Linked DNA regions of Mus musculus: regions 2, 3, 4, 5 and 6 are each linked to region 1. A link is a contact called in public Hi-C and promoter capture Hi-C data. All regions are on one chromosome and are shown on one strand. Each heading gives the region's core, a stretch centred on a gene start, on an enhancer-like site or on the middle of the called end of the contact. The rest is flanking DNA. Distances are from core to core; before and after follow the strand shown. Region 1 holds the start of Ddx24 (DEAD box helicase 24). Region 2 holds the start of Cpsf2 (cleavage and polyadenylation specific factor 2). Region 3 holds the start of Dicer1 (dicer 1, ribonuclease type III). Region 4 holds the start of Gsc (goosecoid homeobox). Region 5 holds the start of Glrx5 (glutaredoxin 5). Region 6 holds the start of Trip11 (thyroid hormone receptor interactor 11).

Evidence for each region. Promoter capture Hi-C pulls out the DNA fragments that hold promoters and counts their contacts. Hi-C and Micro-C count contacts between places; a contact is called where the count stands out from the background. Capture Hi-C pulls out chosen DNA fragments and counts their contacts.
Region 2: a promoter capture Hi-C map of adipose tissue shows a contact between it and region 1, with 2.1 times the contacts expected there. The contact joins the promoter of Cpsf2 here to the promoter of Ddx24 in region 1. A contact is called at or near these places in 4 of 39 promoter capture datasets (embryonic stem cells, hematopoietic stem and progenitor cells, liver and 1 more), 1 of 484 Hi-C or Micro-C datasets (CD8 T cells), 3 of 115 datasets of contacts at active chromatin or transcription factors (T-cell acute lymphoblastic leukemia, astrocytes and thymic regulatory T cells) and 1 of 9 other capture datasets (adipose tissue).
Region 3: a Hi-C map of B cells shows a contact between it and region 1, with 9 read pairs. The contact joins the promoter of Dicer1 here to the promoter of Ddx24 in region 1. A contact is called at or near these places in 6 of 39 promoter capture datasets (the 3T3-L1 cell line, the C10 cell line, cranial neural crest and 3 more), 4 of 484 Hi-C or Micro-C datasets (B cells, CD4 T cells and the G1E-ER4 cell line), 6 of 115 datasets of contacts at active chromatin or transcription factors (astrocytes, embryonic stem cells, large pre-B cells and 2 more) and 3 of 9 other capture datasets (adipose tissue, liver and macrophages).
Region 4: a promoter capture Hi-C map of embryonic stem cells shows a contact between it and region 1, with 2.6 times the contacts expected there. The contact joins the promoter of Gsc here to the promoter of Ddx24 in region 1. A contact is called at or near these places in 2 of 39 promoter capture datasets (embryonic stem cells and hippocampal neurons).
Region 5: a promoter capture Hi-C map of liver shows a contact between it and region 1, with 2.5 times the contacts expected there. The contact joins the promoter of Glrx5 here to the promoter of Ddx24 in region 1. A contact is called at or near these places in 5 of 39 promoter capture datasets (the 3T3-L1 cell line, the C10 cell line, hippocampal neurons and 2 more), 5 of 484 Hi-C or Micro-C datasets (B cells, CD4 T cells, CD8 T cells and 2 more), 4 of 115 datasets of contacts at active chromatin or transcription factors (astrocytes, extraembryonic endoderm stem cells, stem cell-derived neural progenitor cells and 1 more) and 1 of 9 other capture datasets (liver).
Region 6: a promoter capture Hi-C map of liver shows a contact between it and region 1, with 3 times the contacts expected there. The contact joins the promoter of Trip11 here to the promoter of Ddx24 in region 1. A contact is called at or near these places in 3 of 39 promoter capture datasets (the C10 cell line, liver and pre-B cells), 2 of 115 datasets of contacts at active chromatin or transcription factors (astrocytes and thymic regulatory T cells) and 1 of 9 other capture datasets (liver).

What each region holds. Positions count from the first base shown.
Region 1 is chr12:103,424,409-103,427,108 of GRCm38.p6, forward strand. Ddx24 (DEAD box helicase 24) reads right to left here and starts at 1,439. Exons shown (of 9, transcript NM_020494.4): 1 at 1,371-1,439; 2 at 1-189. The coding sequence starts at 184.
Region 2 is chr12:101,974,570-101,977,269 of GRCm38.p6, forward strand. It overlaps Cpsf2 (cleavage and polyadenylation specific factor 2), which reads left to right and starts at 1,405. Exons shown (of 15, transcript NM_016856.3): 1 at 1,405-1,565. It overlaps Ndufb1 (NADH:ubiquinone oxidoreductase subunit B1), which reads right to left and starts at 1,169. Exons shown (of 3, transcript NM_001378525.1): 1 at 1,091-1,169.
Region 3 is chr12:104,750,632-104,753,331 of GRCm38.p6, forward strand. It overlaps Dicer1 (dicer 1, ribonuclease type III), which reads right to left and starts at 1,321. Exons shown (of 27, transcript NM_148948.2): 1 at 1,117-1,321.
Region 4 is chr12:104,471,835-104,474,534 of GRCm38.p6, forward strand. It overlaps Gsc (goosecoid homeobox), which reads right to left and starts at 1,402. Exons shown (of 3, transcript NM_010351.1): 1 at 927-1,402; 2 at 159-418. The coding sequence starts at 1,281. It overlaps Gm10000 (a long non-coding RNA gene), which reads left to right and starts at 1,696. Exons shown (of 6, transcript XR_381874.2): 1 at 1,696-2,700.
Region 5 is chr12:105,031,192-105,033,891 of GRCm38.p6, forward strand. It overlaps Glrx5 (glutaredoxin 5), which reads left to right and starts at 1,427. Exons shown (of 2, transcript NM_028419.3): 1 at 1,427-1,791. The coding sequence starts at 1,509. Snhg10 (small nucleolar RNA host gene 10) reads right to left here and starts at 1,088. Exons shown (of 2, transcript NR_003145.3): 1 at 769-1,088. Gm46374 (a long non-coding RNA gene) reads right to left here. Exons shown (of 3, transcript XR_003950254.1): 2 at 2,668-2,700; 3 at 1,787-2,501. It also overlaps Scarna13.
Region 6 is chr12:101,911,869-101,914,568 of GRCm38.p6, forward strand. It overlaps Trip11 (thyroid hormone receptor interactor 11), which reads right to left and starts at 1,303. Exons shown (of 21, transcript NM_028446.1): 1 at 822-1,303. The coding sequence starts at 960. Gm20036 (predicted gene, 20036) reads left to right here and starts at 799. Exons shown (of 2, transcript NR_152255.1): 1 at 799-2,109.

The DNA.
Region 1 (2,700 bases), core at 189-2,688:
GATTCTTGACTAAACGGTAATCTGTCAGCTCTTCAAAGCACACCAGGTCATCCATCTGTCCATCTGCAAACAGATTCGGGTCGATCGTCACTTGCTTCCATTTCCCCACAATCTTGATGCCCTTCCTCTGGAACGTGCCACGGCTTGCCAACTTTGGCTTTGAGTTTGTCTCCTTCACCTTCATGGTTGCTGAAAAGAAATGTTCTTCTGGGTTAGTGACTGTGGGGTACAGGCTCTAGGGCAACACACGCTTTCCTAAAACGTACTAGACCCTGCAAACAGCCAAGGACACAGAGATGGCTTAACTTACATAGAGGAGATGCTCAAATCCAGAAAATGAAACACACCCACAGAATAGGTAGTTTGGCTTGGAGCAGAGGGGACACAGGCAGTAAAGGACACATGAGCTATCTCTGGTTAGGATCCTAGCTCCAACACTTACTTTGTATGCAACCCCCACCCACCCACCTCCTCTCAGAATTTAGTGTTACAATCTTTCTAAATGAGAAGGGTGTGATAATATCTAATAATAACTAATTTTACACTGTACACAAAATAAGTATCAAAAGAGGCTTGATAAGCCATTTTGAACACGGAGTAAGAATCTGAGATACGGCGTGCTTTTTTCCCTGGTAGAACAAGACAAGTGCCATTTCCATCATCTTGGCCTTGGCCAGATAGGTTGAAACACGTCAAGTCCTAGGTTCCACCCCCCCTAGCACTGCGTAAAACCGTACATAGCCGGTATCCTGCCCTCAGGAATGGAGATGGAAGATCAGGAGCTCAAAGCCAGCCTTGGCTACACAAGACCCTGTCTTTAAAGTCTGAGTATGCACGACTCATCTGTGTGGAAGTGGCGCTACATGGGTCCTCTCTAAATGAAAAGGGACATTGTGGAGAGAGTAAGGCAAAACTCGATTCAAATCTGGATCCTGCTCGGTGTTTGCTGCACATCTCTGTGCCTCAGTCTCCTTATCTACAAATTGAGGATAATGAGATATTTATCGCACTGGGTCCTCATCTGAATACGAAATAGTGACGCACGTCAAAAACCGCTTAACATGGCGTCTGTGAGGATGGCATGGGACGCACGGCGACCCCCCGACCCCCGCCGCACCTCGGCCCCACCTTGACAAGGTGAAGGGAACGTCACTAGAAATAGGGCGCGGGGGAGTGACCTGTGCCTTCTGCCAGAGTCCCACGAGGGCTTCAAGGGAGGTTGCCGGGCCTTGATGCCCACAGCAAAGCATGAGCCACCGGCAACCAAGGTTGTGGGGACACCGGTGAGCCACGATGCTTCGAAGACACCGGGGAGCCCCTCCGCAGCCGGCCAGGGCCTGCTCCGCTCCGAACCCACAAAGAGCACTCACCGCCGCAGTCACCTCACACGCCGGGCCGTTTGCGCCAACCCGACCCGGAACTGCAGCAGCTTCAGTACTGCAGTTCCGGGGCGGAGCTCCGGGCACGCGTGCGCGCTAAGGAAGGAAGTTCCGCCTCTGTGCGGAAGCGTCTATCTGATTGGCACTCTCTCAGGACTTTGGCTGGAACTCGGAGGACTGAGCTGGGGGGCGGGCCCTGTGTGGCCTAGGTTACGCTTCCTGTTTATGGTTTAGGCAATGTTTCGGAGCTCCTTCCTGGACGCTAGGGAGCGCAAGCGCCCGGGTAATCGCTGTCTGGTTTGTGTGCAGTAGCTGTCCCACATGCATGAGTAACTGACTACCTGGAGCCTTAAAACATTTCCTTACCTAATTTATAAACCACCTAACCCTGGGTTGAAAGAGCCATGTTCTCCAGTTCGTAGTGCCTTTCCTACTGCACAGAGCTGGTCACGATACATTTGCCTGTTTAGTTTGATTGTTTTTTGATGTTTGTGCTGGAGATTTAAACTAGTCTTAGAGGCTGTATAGATGGCTCAGAGGTTAAGAGCACTGACTGCTCTTCCAGAGGTCCTGAGTTCAATTCCCAGCAACCACATGGTGGCTCACAACCATCTATAATAGGATCCAATGTATTCTTCTAGTGTGTCTGAAGACAGCTGCAATGTACTCATATAAATTAAAAAAATAAATAAACTAGTCTTCCATGCATATGGAAGCACGCTTCCCACTGAGCCATCTCCGAAGACCTGAAAATGTATTCTTTTATATCTTAACTTAGATCAGTTTTTTTTTTTCCGTGTCAGCATTATGAGATACACACCTAACACTGAATTAGATAACAGAGTGTTGTCATTGGCAAGGGACTTTCACCAAGACGCCAAAAGGATAGACAAGAGCAAAAAGAGATGCATGAAATTTTTATGAAAACAAAAATGCTTCCGCACACCACCCTGAATAGAGAGGGGAAAAAAGGCGGGCTGGAGAGTTGGCTCAGTGGTTACAAGCACAGACTGCTCTTCCGAGGGATCTGTGTTCAGTTCCCAGCACCCATATAGCAACTCACAACCATCCATAATTCCTGACCAGAGGATCTGATGCCCCCTTCTGGCCTCAGTGGGTGCTGCAAACACGTGGTGCACAGACATACACCTAAAAACGTAAAAGAGATATCTTGTTAAAAAGAATAAAGGAGGGGCTGGTGAGATGGCTCAGCAGGTAGCGCACTGACTGCTCATCCTAAGGTCCTGAGTTCAAATTCAAGCAGCCACATGGTGGCCCACAAACACTGGTAATGAGATCTGACGCCTGCTTCTGGCATGTC
Region 2 (2,700 bases), core at 155-2,654, 1.4 Mb before region 1:
AATTTAGTTGTGGCAAAGTAACTTGCTTTAAGTATAGGGTAAAGAGTCAGGATTAGCATAGTCCCCAGACAATCTGTATCCTGATCAGGCTTAAGCTCTTTTGTTCTACTCTCTCTCCTGTGTACGGAGGTAAACAGTTAAATAACTCCTCCTCTCTTTTCTTCTTTGCAGAGCCTCTCTCTCTCTCTCTCTCTCTCTCTCTCTCTCTCTCTCTCTCTCTCTCCATGTGTGTGTGTGTGAGACTTTTTAAAAACAAAAAACAACTAACCCCACATCCCACATATTTCTTAATATTTTTCTCTAACACAAGGTATTTCCCTTAAATACCACCTGCCTCTGCTTTCCAAGTGCTGGGATTAAAGTTTCTTTCCCTTTTCAAGAATAACAGACACTGCTGTGAGTCTTATTTTGCTGAGTCTTCTATCTGGATTCATGCTGGAAACATGTAGACTTTTTTTGTTGTTTTGTTTTTCAAGACAGGGGTTCTCTTTAAAGCCCTGGCTGCCCTGGAACTCACTCTGTAGACCAGCCTGGCCTTGAACTCAGAAATCCACCTGCCTCTGCTTTCCAAGTGCTGGGATTAAAGGCATGCGCCACCACCACTGCAGGCACATGTAGACTTTTTAAGAGATAATACCTTGTGTTGGACTGGACCCCACAGTTCTTTATAATTATTACAAAGTGTCACCTAAGATATGGAATGGATGGAGCAAAACCGAAACCGTTGAGATCATAACACGGACTGGAAACCAAGCAGAAAGCCTTGTTTTTAAAAGGCAAATGGCTACGTGCGGGTTTCACAATCAGGAGAGTTGGACGAGGAGACAGACGCCTGGGCGACCGCGCCCCGCTTCTGGATAGGAGCTGCATTCCCTATTGTGGGCTCAAGAGTCGGATCCTTGAGAACCCTTCCGAGTCCCCCGAGAGCCAGGCCATCAGATCGTCCCCAGAGCAGTCTTTGTAAAAGGCGTGGGGCGGGCAGCGCGCAGGGGTCACCGAAGGCGACCCTGTTTCCCCTCCATGCGAGCGTTCCCCAGAACCCTCCCGCCCGCATCACCACCACGGGTGGCGCCGGGGTCCCCAGACCCACCTTCAGCCTGGTGACAAGGCGACCAAGGACAGCCGCAGGGAGCTAGGCCACTGGCGCCGGCGGAAGCCGTGACCTAAGGAGCTGCCACTCGCCGCGCCAGCCCTGATGAGAGGGGGTGGCGTCGGCAAACCGGCGCTTCTCTCTCCCTTCTCACGCGCGAATCCCGTACATCTTAAGCTGTGAATGATCGCGACACGTTTTGAATAAGACGTGGATCCAGGCTGACAAGGTTTGCGAGCTTTTGCGCTGTCCTCTTCCCTGACCCGGTTCGTCACCACCCCTACAGATGGTGTCGCCCGGGTCGTCCCCGCCTCAGCCGCTCTGCTCAGGCCCAAGATGGCGGCCACCACACAGGGGCTCCTGCCGGCTGCTCTCCGCCGCTGAGCGCGCGCTAGCTCTGCTCGCTCTCCGACCTGCGTTCCACTAGGGGTTGGGAAGGGCGGCGGACGGTGCCGGGGGGAGATTGGCCTGGCAGGTGAGGACGGGAGACGGAAAGGAGCCTTCGGGTTGGGAGGAGGCCCTCAAGGGGATGGGTTCCCGCGTCGGCCCGGTGTCGCCCGGACGCGCTCCCGCGGTTTCGGTTGTGACAGTCTCCGTGGTTCCTGGAACAAGCGTTCCGCAAGGGGGAAGAGAAGTGACTTTTCCCCGGGCTGAAACCTCGGGGTGTTGGGGCGCGCCTATGCTTCCTCCTTGCCCTCCCTCCTGTCTAGTTCCTCTGAGCTTTCATCAGCTGGAGCTAAAAGTTAATCCGCGTCCAGCCTGGGCTCTTTCCCCTTGTACCGCCGTACTCCCCAAGCCTCCCCATCTCTGCCTTTCCCATCTTGGGCTCAGAGAACACGAGGCCAGCAGGTGCCTTCGTAGCTCCTTAATTCCAAAGACCCTTGAGAGGCTCATGCCACGCCTTGATAGAATTAACTTCTCTCGGCGCTACCACAATCACCACGTTTCCCAAGATCCCATTCCTAGTTTCCTTGCTTACGTACTTTTCAGGAAACCAGAAGTCAGGCCATATCCAGCCCCAGTACTCTGGCCCCTGTGACAAGGAGAACTTAAGCATCATCTATGCCTACTTTTCTACCCTTTAATTTTACGATTCCTTTGCCCCTTTCAAAGCCTTTCTTTACCTGAACGATTAAAGAGAGACTTCTCCCACTGTGAGCCCCAGGACTAGTCCAGATCCGTCTTTGCGTATTTCTCATTAGTTGACCTCAGCGTGAACGATCATTCTTGAGAAAGCAAGTATCTGGTATATATTCGAGATGAAGCAGAGGTAGTCGAAGTCACTGCCCTGGGGGAATTCCCGATATGGTGGGTTCAGTGCGTTCAGCACATTTATTTCTATTGCTTCGAGCACTGTGCTTGGTTTGGGAGATGCAAAGATGATCGCTTTTGGACACAATCATCATCCCTTGGCAAACACTCCTCCTGCCTCCTTTGTGCTAAGTAATGAAGCTTTACCTGGGGACAATGAAAAGCTTGCACCTGAGCCAGATCAAGAGGAATTTGCTAAGCCTGGGAGAACAAAGTTATTCCTGGGTGCAGAAGAGGGATTAAAAACTTGAGAAGGCTGAGCACTGTTGGGGAGATTTTTAACAAATCAAAAACTGGAA
Region 3 (2,700 bases), core at 71-2,570, 1.3 Mb after region 1:
TGTTTATATTACACACTGCATGTTTCACAGGTAGCCTGAAAAGTGAAACAGATTATTCCAGAACTCAGTCCCCAAAGATATCAAAAAGATATTTCCAAAAACACCCAAACTACTGCTTGCTACAAGCCTCACCCAGTATTCACCTTTCGGTTACATTTCAGGTCCTTGGTTACCATGAAAATTTTTGCCTAGAAAACTTAAAATGTTTATACCAATGAATTTCCAACTCAGCGATCCTACTTTACAACAGGTTTGAAAAACATATCTCAAGTTGCTTAACTCTTGAACTGCATCCTTTCCTACTGACTTACAGTGAGGTTCCTCAGAAAACTAACAATCAAAGATTCAGAAACTCAGGAGCGAACTCCCAAGTAAGTCTCTTTCACCCGATGACGTCTTTCAACACTTGATCACCATAATACTTAGGGCATCATATATCGGTAACTAACCCTTTAATCACAAGTCTACTCATAAAAGCAAGGACTATTACAGATCATAGACTCCCAGTCATCCATTTGGGCAAGTCTTCAGGACACTGGCTCTGTCCTGAAGGCAAAGTCACAAGGGCAGCTCATCTCTGCTAGGCAATCCACACCAATTTGGTGTGCTGGCTGGAGATGCACACAGATTTGGCTGAACGAAAGCCCCTTAAGCAAAGACCCTTCTTCGCAAGGTCCAGACGACCTAAAAGGGGAGGGGCACAAAACATGGCCTGGGCCACCCACCCCCTAGGGCCAGCCTTGGTCACCTGCCAATAAACACACAACAGTCCTTCCCAGGGCTCCAGCCCGCACCTCGCTGAGGCCTTGTCCCCCTCCAGATCCTCGGAGGCATCCAGGGGTCCCGCGCCATTTGGCAGGCCCGGGTCGCTCCCGAGACGCCGGCCCGCGTGGATACCTCCTGTCTTCTCCCGGGCTTCGAACGCGGAACGGGACCTGTCAAAGGCCGCTCCTCCTAAGGCGGGGGTGCGGAGAGGCCCGCGTGGACAGTTCTCTGCCCGGGCTCGGCGTCGCGGCCTGCTCCCGGCGCCCGCGCGGGCCTCGCGCAAGAGGCGGGCCGGGCATCGCCGTCCCCCGGGCCCGGACACAAAGCGGCCCAGCAGGGAGCCCGCCTCACCTGCAGCACTGGGCGCCGCGGGCCTTCCAGAACCATCGGACCCCGCTCCGGCGCGCGCGTCACAGCCCAGGCCTCCCGGTGCCGCCCGGCGCCGCCGCCGCCGCCGCCATTTCCTGCCGCTCGCCGTCGTCTCGTTCCCGCTGTCAGGTTACTCCATTCACCTGGGCCCGGAGCCGCCCGCGCCGCACCGCGCCGCGCCCCGACCCCTCCCGCCCGCGCCTGCGGAGACTGCGCAGCGCCCTGCTCGCCCGCAGCCCGCGCTCGGCCCGCGGCGACGGCGCACAGCGGCTTGGAGAATCCCACCGGCGTCGCGCCGCCGCTCCGCGCCCCCTCGCTCGCTCGCCCCGCGGCCGCATGAAAGCCGTCCTGTGATTGGACGGAGCGCGGAGGTGAAAGGTTAACCCCGGCCCCCCAGCCACTCAGAAGCCGGGAGACAGCAGACTCGGGCCGAGGCCGCGTCGGAGGCCCAATGCGAAGACCGAGCTCTGCAACGCAGTCAGCCAGCCTGCCGGCCGGCCGGAATCCTGAACGCGCCGCTGGGGCTACGCAGTCCCAGCTCCCGGCTCCTTTCCCTTCCTGATGATGGCACACATCGCCCCCATCCGCAAGCCCCGCTGCACCGCTCTTTTGGTCCAAAGAACTGATCTCTTTGGGCAGCCCTCAAAACCAACTTGAATAACCAGAAAATGCCCGCGGCGTGCAAACTTGGTTTTATAAGGCTGAGCTTTCTGCTGCGTCTTCTTGCTGAGATCAGAGGAGTAAAGAGACCGACTTAAAGAAAACCATCTTAGTGTAGGACCCTCCCCCACCTCCGTGTAGGCATCTTGGAAAAAGACTCCGGAATAGACTGGTACTCCAGGTGAGGGATGGACGCTTCTAGCCCCGGGCTTCTCTCAGCCACTGGAAGCGCTTACCTGTCCGTCTGAACTATGTCCAACAGTCCCACGTAGTGGTTGTTACCTCTCCAAATTAAGGCTAATCTTTAATAAGTGCAAGTGATTTGTTTATTTGAATAAATACTAGTGTCATTTGTTTCAATTTTTTTATTACTGTTATTTCGAAAGTAGGTCTCACTATGTAGACCAGGCTGTCCTCAAACTCCGCCTGCCTCTGCCTCTCAATTTTTGGGTTTAAACGTGTGTGCCACGCCGGGCGTGGTGGGGCACGCCTTTAATCCCAACACTTGGGAGGTAGAGGCAGGCGGATTTCTGGGTCCGAGACCAGCTTGGTCTACAGAGTGAATTCCAGGACAGCCAGGGCTATTACACAGAGAAACCCTGTCTCGGGAAAAAAAAAAGATATTTTTTTAAAGACTAACTCCTTGTCCATTAGCAGATGTTTCTGATTTCTTTACCTTTAACTTGGAGGCAATATGGTCCATTTGTTTTGTTTTGTTTTGTTTTGTTTTGTTTTTCGACACAATGTTTCTCTGTATAGCTCTGGCTGTCCTGGAACTTGCTCTGTACACCAAATTGGCCTTGAACTCATAAAGATCCAACTGCCTCTGCCTCCCAAGCACTGGGATTAAAGGCGTGCACCACATCCTCGGCTGTCTTTCAAAAAAAAAAATGGATTTGGACTATC
Region 4 (2,700 bases), core at 152-2,651, 1.0 Mb after region 1:
CTTGGGCCTAAAGTACCCTCGGGCAGCCTCCAGGCCACAGCCTCTGGGATGCTCTTAGAGTGGCCACATCCCAAAGGAGGACCCGGCAAAAGCCGCGTGCAGGGAAGGACCGCTAGACGCCCCCACCCCAGCCCACCCCCGCTGGGGCTCTTGCCTACCTCCACCTTCTCCTCCCGAAGGTGCACCTTCCTGGCCAGCTGCTCCCGAGTGCCCACGTCTGGGTACTTCGTCTCCTGGAAGAGGTTCTCCAGGGCTTCGAGCTGCTCATCGGTGAAGATGGTGCGGTGCCGCCGCTTCCGCCGACAGTGCAGCTGGTTGAGCAGCTGCAGCTCAGTGCGCGACAGCGTGCCCACGTTCATGTAGGGCAGCATCTGGTGCGGCACCGGAGACACCAGTACAGAACCGGGGCCCTCGTAGCCTGCGACAGAGAGAGGGACGGGAGTCAGTCATCCTCCCTCGGCACCGTAAGCCAACCCGCTCGCTGCCCTCGCTCACTTAAAAATAAAAAAAGTCTGCAAGGGGCGCTATGTCTTTGGGGGGCACCGAGACCAGGGATGCCCAGACGTGGAAGGAGCGTCTGCCTGCACACATCCAAAAGCCAGTTCAGGCACTTTAGAATCTCCCCGCGTCCTCACTTCATTCCCGCGCGCGCGTGGAGTCGCCCCGAGACTCCCGGTGACTCGGCTTTTTAAACTCTAACCTAAAGTTTACAGTAGACGTATGCAAAGTCCCCGTACCCGGTGACCCAAAAATATATTAATTAATTAAAAGTAAAAGATAAATAAATAAATGGGAGAACGGGGAAGGCTTGCAAAGGGAGAAAGTTGGTGCCAGGTGAGTAAAGCAAGCAAACCGCGCGTCCATGCCCCGGCAGCCACCGACTGCCGCAGTGGCGAAGGCCGGCTCGCGAGCGATCGCGACCCTACCTGGGGGCGTCGGGACGCAGGAGCACTGCTGGGCGCCCAGCGGCGGCACAGCCCCGCAGCAAGCCGGGCCCACGGGCGCCGCCTGCACGTGCAGCTGCCCGTAGAAGTAGCTGTTGTAGCCCAGGCGGGAGCTGCCGACCGCGGCCGGGAGGCCCGCGCCTCCGGGGGCCACAGGGCGCGGGTAGAAGGCGCCGTAGTCCGAGGAGGTGCCGCCGCCGGCGCCGTAGAGCGAGTCCCCGTGTAGAGCCGGGAAGACCACCGGAGCCGCGGCGCTGGGCGCCACCGGGAGCACCGCGTCTTTGCAGCGCGGCCGGGCGGCCAGGATGTTGTCGATGCTGAACATGCTGGCGGGCATCCCCGAGCCCCGCGTCGGGACCGGGGGGCGGCGGGGACGCGCCGAAGAAGAAGAAGTCTCCAAGTGGTGTTGTTTGGGGTGGGGGTTGGGAATTGTCCCACTCTCTGCTCCCGCGGGCGAGCAAACCGAAAGAGAGCGCGGGCGAGCGCGCAACTCGCGCCCCTCCCCGCCCCCTGCGTCCGAACTCCCTCCTCCCGCCCTCTCCTCCCCTCGCCGCCGCCTAGCTGAACTCAACCCGCGGGTAGGACGCAGCTCCGACCGGCTCAACCTCTTGTTGGTTTTATACTGAGTCGACGTCATCCTGGATTTAGTTCCTGGTAATATGCAGATGACAAACAGAACCAGATTTGGTCCTTTTCTTTTCCTTTGGGTGGTGTGGAATGGGGAGGTGGGGGTGGGCGGGGGGCGCTTGCAGGGGAGGGGGAGAGATGCCAAGAGGAGGGGGGCCACAGGGCCTGAAAAAGATTGTGGATTGAGAATTAATGAAATTAACCTAATCTTTTCCATTCGGCAGCCCCGGCGCGGCCCCGGCCTTGCTGGGCGGGCGGCCTAATTGCCCAGGTTAATCTTATTAATACTATTGTCCTGCCGCCGTTAACAACTCCGCCGCCGACCTCTCCGCCCCGACCCTTTTCTCTCTATTATGGGGTGCGATTTCCTATGGTTGTAGCTCAAATTCATTGTGGCTAATTTTACTTTAGGACTACTTTTTACTCTCTTTCGGAATCTGTTTGCTTTTAAGAAATGAGGGTGGCTGTGTCCTCCCTCAACTAAGACTGAAAGTGCCCCCCCCCCGCAGCCAACCCCCTACCCCGTGAACTCACTGCCTAATTTCACTTCTCCACCCCCCCCTCCGTCTCTTTCCCAAAATCTTTTGTTTTTGCGAAAGCCAAATTTTCTCAGAGCAAAAACCATGAAAGTAGAAACGCGTCCGCCTTCGTACAAGTTGTCTTTTTTCTTCTTCTTCTTCTTAAAGCGGTCACTCTGGGTCTGAAAACTACCCTGACTCTCCCTAGCTCCTAACACACCAGTGAAGAGCAAATTCAGCCAGTCTTTAAAATTCACCACCCAGAGGAGCGCTCTGAAGCGATGCTTCCAGAGGCTTCCCGCGTGGGTGCCGATAGGTTCTGTGTATTTTTGATTATTAGTCTGGGAGAAGGGGTGCCTTCCCCCCCCCCAAAAAAAATTTTTTTGGCTTTAATTCTCGTGGGATCTACCGGGACTGCCTGTCTCCTTTCTCAACATATTGAGTGGCGTCCCTCTCTCAATCAGCGAGCTCTCCGAAAGGCCTCTAGCTGTCCTTCCAGGCCCGCGCTGGCCTCCGGGGGACCCCAGCGGCCTGGACAAAAGTCGGGCCACTGCGGGCGGCCGTGATGATTTGCGGGATTCTCCGTGAGGCACGGCCGAACCGCGGGAGGC
Region 5 (2,700 bases), core at 177-2,676, 1.6 Mb after region 1:
CGTGGCAACAGTACCCAGGCCCTATCAGAGGAAAATTGCACATGGGCCTGCTGCCTCTCGAGCAGGCATGCCTCAGCTTCCTCTGTTGTCTGCTTTCTCTGCAAGTCTGGTGTGCTCTAGGGTACCGCTAACCCAGCGCAGGGCCAAGACTGCAGATTAGATAGTGGGCTGCGGAGGCCTGCTGGCCAGGATCTGGATCTGCGTACTACCGGCGGGAGAACTGACCACACCCGGGGCTCTGTTCTAGGGGGAAGTCCATGTAAAAAAACGACGCGCCTGCCCACTCTTCTGCACCATCCCCAGCAGATGTGCAAGCAAGCACTCTACCCTGGGGCCATCATCATCTACACCGGAATTCACTAAGAGAATACTCTCTTTTATTACTGTCTGTGTGCATGTGACGGGGTGGAACTCTGGACGTCGCTTACACTAGGAAAACGACTTCCTACTGAGCTACATCCTCACCCTCCGTTTTCCCTCTTAAAAAGGGTCCTGCTGTACGGCCCGGGCTGACTCGGGCTTATTTAGAACTCCTGAGTTCAACTGATCCTCCTGCCTCAGCCTCTTAAGAGGCAAGGCAACGTTGCAGACAATGGCCACAGGGCCCGGCAACCCACCAATTCCCTTGTTCTTTCAATCCTTCCCGACCCCAGTAGTCACCGAGACCCCAAAGCCAGCCGTCCCACGGCTAGAGCACTTTACACGTTTCTACGAGAAGAGCATCATTCTAGAGGCCAGGGAGAGGGCTCAGCGTGCCAAGGGACTTACCCTGCAAGCTAGAGTTCCATCCCCGGACCCTTTATAAAAGTCGTCTTCTGAAGATGCATGCACGCAGATCATACATACACAATACTTATAGTTTTATGCTAAAAAAAAAAAAAACCTCATTCTGGAGGAAGAATCCCACGGGAGGCCGCAGGACACGGCTTGGATGTCCATGTGCATGGCGGGTCGGAGGCTGGAGCCCCGGGCAGACCAGGACACGCCAGGTTCGCGGCTGGCCTCAGCCGGTGAGGCATGGAAGGCCACCTCCTCTCTGGTGCACGCCATCGCAGGACTACCGGCCGCGTTACCGTAGCAATCACCGCAAAAGGAACCGGAAGCTGCGTCTGGACGTGACTCCTTCCCGGCGTGCCGCGGGCGGCAGAAGCCCCGCCTCGCGCCTGCCCTATCATCTTGGCGTATCCGGCCAGGCCTCGAACGCCCGCACGAGGAAAGCCGGCTTCCTCTAGTCACGCCTCTTCATGCCCTTCACCGACGGACGTCCGATTTGTCCAATCAACACGCAAAGCGGTCGTCCTCGCTCACTAGCAAGCCTGTAGGACGCGGCTCCCAGGGAAGGCCCACCCTACGGTGTAAGCGATGTGATTGGTGGAATTGAGCCAGTATTGTCCAATCACGAGACTCATCCCAGAGCTTGTCCAATGAGAGCCTCTGGTGGGCCGGCCGGACACCACGGGCTCTGTAAGCCCTGGAGTGGCCGCAGAGGCGGTGGACAGCGAGCGGGCATGAGCGCGTCCCTGAGCCGGGCGGCGGCGGCTCTGCTGCGCTGGGGGCGAAGCGCTGGTGGCGGTGGCCTGCCCGGAGCCGGCGTGCGGGCGGCGAGCTCGGGCGGCCAGGCGGAGCAGCTGGACGCGCTGGTGAAGAAGGACAAGGTGGTGGTGTTCCTCAAGGGGACGCCCGAGCAGCCCCAGTGCGGCTTCAGCAACGCCGTGGTGCAGATTCTGCGGCTGCACGGTGTTCGCGACTATGCGGCCTACAACGTGCTGGACGACCCGGAGCTGAGGCAAGGTCAGGCCCGTGGGATCCGATTGCGAGGGCGCGGTGAACTTGAGCAGATCCCGAGGAGCAAGGGCCTTCCCTGGTTGTGTAGCCACATGGGCGGAGGGTTCGCCTCGGCCCACCTCGGGGCGAGATGTTTCTGACTGCATAGGAGAGGGGGTAGTCGGCATCATGATCCCCTCTGAGCAGGTCGACTGGGGAGTGGCTGGCTGAGAGGGGGACTCACTGCGAATACCCTTGGGGACAATTTGAGGGCTTGGAAGCCAGCAGCGTACTTGCTAGGTGAGGGACTGATGCTACTACGTATGTAGGGAAGAGGTTTCAGGCTTGCCTGTGTGTGCCTAACGAGGTCAGAGGCTGACTAATAATGTTTAAGGCCCCGAGGGTCAGGGACTGTCTTCTTGCTGGAGAGAAGGTTTCACCATAGTCTAGCCGGACTCACGTTGGGAAAGACACGAAGTTTGTTTTTTAGATACTGTAGCATCAAAGAACAGTGTGTGGAGACTAAGACATGGTAGAGGCTCAGCGGAAAGAGGAAGCCACTAAGAAAACTTCTGACCCCCGACCAGATTAGCAAACTGCGGCCAGGTTGGGCCCAAAGGGCAGAGAGCAGAACAGCTTTTTACTGGCCCCAAGGCAAAGCGACTGCGTCCTGACGTCTAGTTGGAATCCTTTATACACAGTACCAGGCAGGCGCCTTTCTCTCCGTCTTGTGCTTGCTGTGAGCGAGGAAGAGAAAGGCCAGGGATTTGGTTCTGATTCTTGGCAAGAATCGGTCAAGGTGGGCCGGGTAATGGGAAAGCTGCCCCCTCCCCGCACCCTGCTCCTCCTTCAGTGGAATCCGGGGAACCCTGTATTCAAGTAGCCCCCCCCCCCCCATCTTACTGATTTAGTGCTCTGGGTTGGTCACTGTGCTGA
Region 6 (2,700 bases), core at 53-2,552, 1.5 Mb before region 1:
AGCCTGGCCAGGTGAATGGGTGAGTAAAGGTGTTTGTCGTTCAAGCAAAGTAAAAGGAATTCCATCCTCAAATTCCACCTAAAGGGGAAAAGAGAACTCCACAATGTTGTCTACTGGCCTCCACACACGGGCGATGAGGTAGACACTCATGCATATGTGCATCATTTACACACACACACACACACACAGAGAGACAGACAGACAGACAGACAGAGACACCACAATATTTTTCAAGTTTTAAAGTGAGTAAAGGTAGGTAAGATTCTCAAAAGATAAAGTTCTCCAAAAGTATGGGAGAATGTGCCATCCTACACAAAACTACGTTTTCAGCTGCAAAGTGTCTTCAAGATGAGCAAAATTAGAAAACAATTGAATAGAAAAACAGCCCTATTCCCCTAACAACGTGCTAAAGCCAGATCAAGTGTTTAATCTTGAGTAATTAATGTTACAAAGTATTTGGGGGGAAGGAGGGCAATTGCCATACTTTAGTTGTCATACTAAAGGAATAGGATCAAAGTGAGATCAGCCCCCAAACTATGGGCGAAGTAAGTAATAGGCATGGGCCACCCAAATAACCCTATTCGGCATAGAAACAGCAGGTCCACTTCGCTGAGCTATCCAGCGTATTCAATGAGGGGAGAGGTCCAGAATTCTCCACCGTGGTCCTGAAGGCTGGAAAAGCGGCTACGGAGGTAAAGGGAGGAGAGCAGAGAAAAAAGCGTGGAGTGACTCCTTCGGGACCCGTCCGCGTCTGCCGACCGACCGGACCCGGAACCAAGTGGATCCCAACCGAGCCCCACCGCCCTCGCTCCAGCTGTTACCTGGCACATCCTCCGTGCCCTCCAACAGCATATCCTTCGTGAAGTTCGAAATCTGGCCAGTGAGGGAAGCCAGGCTGCCCCCTACTTGACCGAGAGACTGGCCCAAGCCGGAGCCGAGGCCCCCGAGCCAGGACGACATCGCTGCGGGTGGACACGTCCTCTCCAAATGTCCCTGGACGCCGAAGCTGGTGCGGATCCAGACGCTGAGGACTCGCAGGACACGGCACTCCCACCAACGGCCGCGTCAGAAAGCCGAGGCCCGGCCTGACGCTTCACCAAGGGTTCGCCGTTGTGGACACCGTGGGCCCCGCGAGGCCTCTGCTCATTCCCACGGCTTCCCGCCGTGCGGCTGCACTACTTCTTTCTCAGCTTTACTGACTTTCCTCAGTTTCGTGGGCCAGTCCTGCCAACTCAACGCCGGCCGCCATGACACTGCCGGGAAAGCGGCAGTGACCATAGAGAAGCTTCGCGATAGCGTAGAAGGGCCGCTGCCAGAGGCGTCCCGGGCGCGAAGGACCGTGGGATCGCGGAGGACCAAGTAAATGGGCCAGCCAGATCCGTGACTTCCGCGTAACCTGCGGAACTTTAGGTGGAGACCGAAAAGGCAGTGGCGGCGGCGGTGGCTCTTCCCACCTGCGCAGCTGCTTTTGTTTGTAAGAGGAAGTAACCCTTGACAGTGCCTTCTGATCCTGTCTACAAGAGCTATTGCATCGCTAGGATTCGATAGGGTCGTCCCACCCCACAGGGAAGCAACCTCAATCCATCTGCATTACTCTATTATCCAGCGTCTGCGGATATAAGAGCATCCGTGCCAGAGGGTTGGAAACGAGGCTACAAAGCTGAAAAAGCGGGTTGCAATTCAAATGTCCAGGCAGAAAACCCTTGTTTTGGTGTTTGTTTTCAGTTACCATGCACTTAAAGGATTGTGGGATCCCATGACCGCCTCTCAAATGATCCCTCTCTGAATAATTTTCACCAGATATCTATTTGAATTTAGGGGTTGCCTCCGAGGGTTTTTCAGCTTCCGTGTCCCAGAACAAGGAATTGGACAGAGACACGTGGCTAGTAGTAAGGAAGACAAGAAAATGAAGAAAAGACACACACCCAAGAGAAGCAGCAGGCCAGAACACTGTCATTGGGGGTGGGGTTGACGAGCTACACTTTCAGCTTGAATGATGGAGAATTTTTGGTGCTGAAGATCAAATCCAGAGACTTGTACAGGCATTGAGGCTTTTCGGCTTAGCCACATCCTCAGCCCTTGTTTGAGATAGGCTCTCCTATAATCCAGGTTGGTTTTGAACTGATGACCCTTCTGCTTCTACCTCATGAGTACTGGATTACAAGAATGTACCATCATGCCCAATACAGTGTTTTTAAGTGTAGTATATATAGTCGTCAAATGATTTAACATGTCTACTGTTAATTCTGGGCACTAGGGAATGTTAGGGAGAAAGTAAAACAGGGTAAGGTAAGGAGAGTATGGGCATGCCACAGTAGGTTGAGCCCTGGGGATGTAGAAAATGGCTGAGGACTCCACAATAAGATAATCTTGCATAGAGACTTGAAATGAGCAAGTGAGAGATACAGCTATGGGGGGGGGGCGCTCCCATATAGCTTATCTAGACAATAAGACATAACTGAGTATAATAAAGTCCCTTTGGCTGGAGGCCCCTGGCAATTTTGAGAATTTATAAGAAGGCAAGGATGGCTTAAGAATGAATTGGGGAATATTTGTAAGTATGGACCCAGAAGGCATGAAGAAGTTGAGTCCCAAGGGCCCAGTAGCCCATGAACAGGACTCTGGCTTTTATTCCGTCTAGAATGATGAGTGATGAGTGACATGAATTTAGTTGGGTTCATGAATGACTGAAAAGTTTAG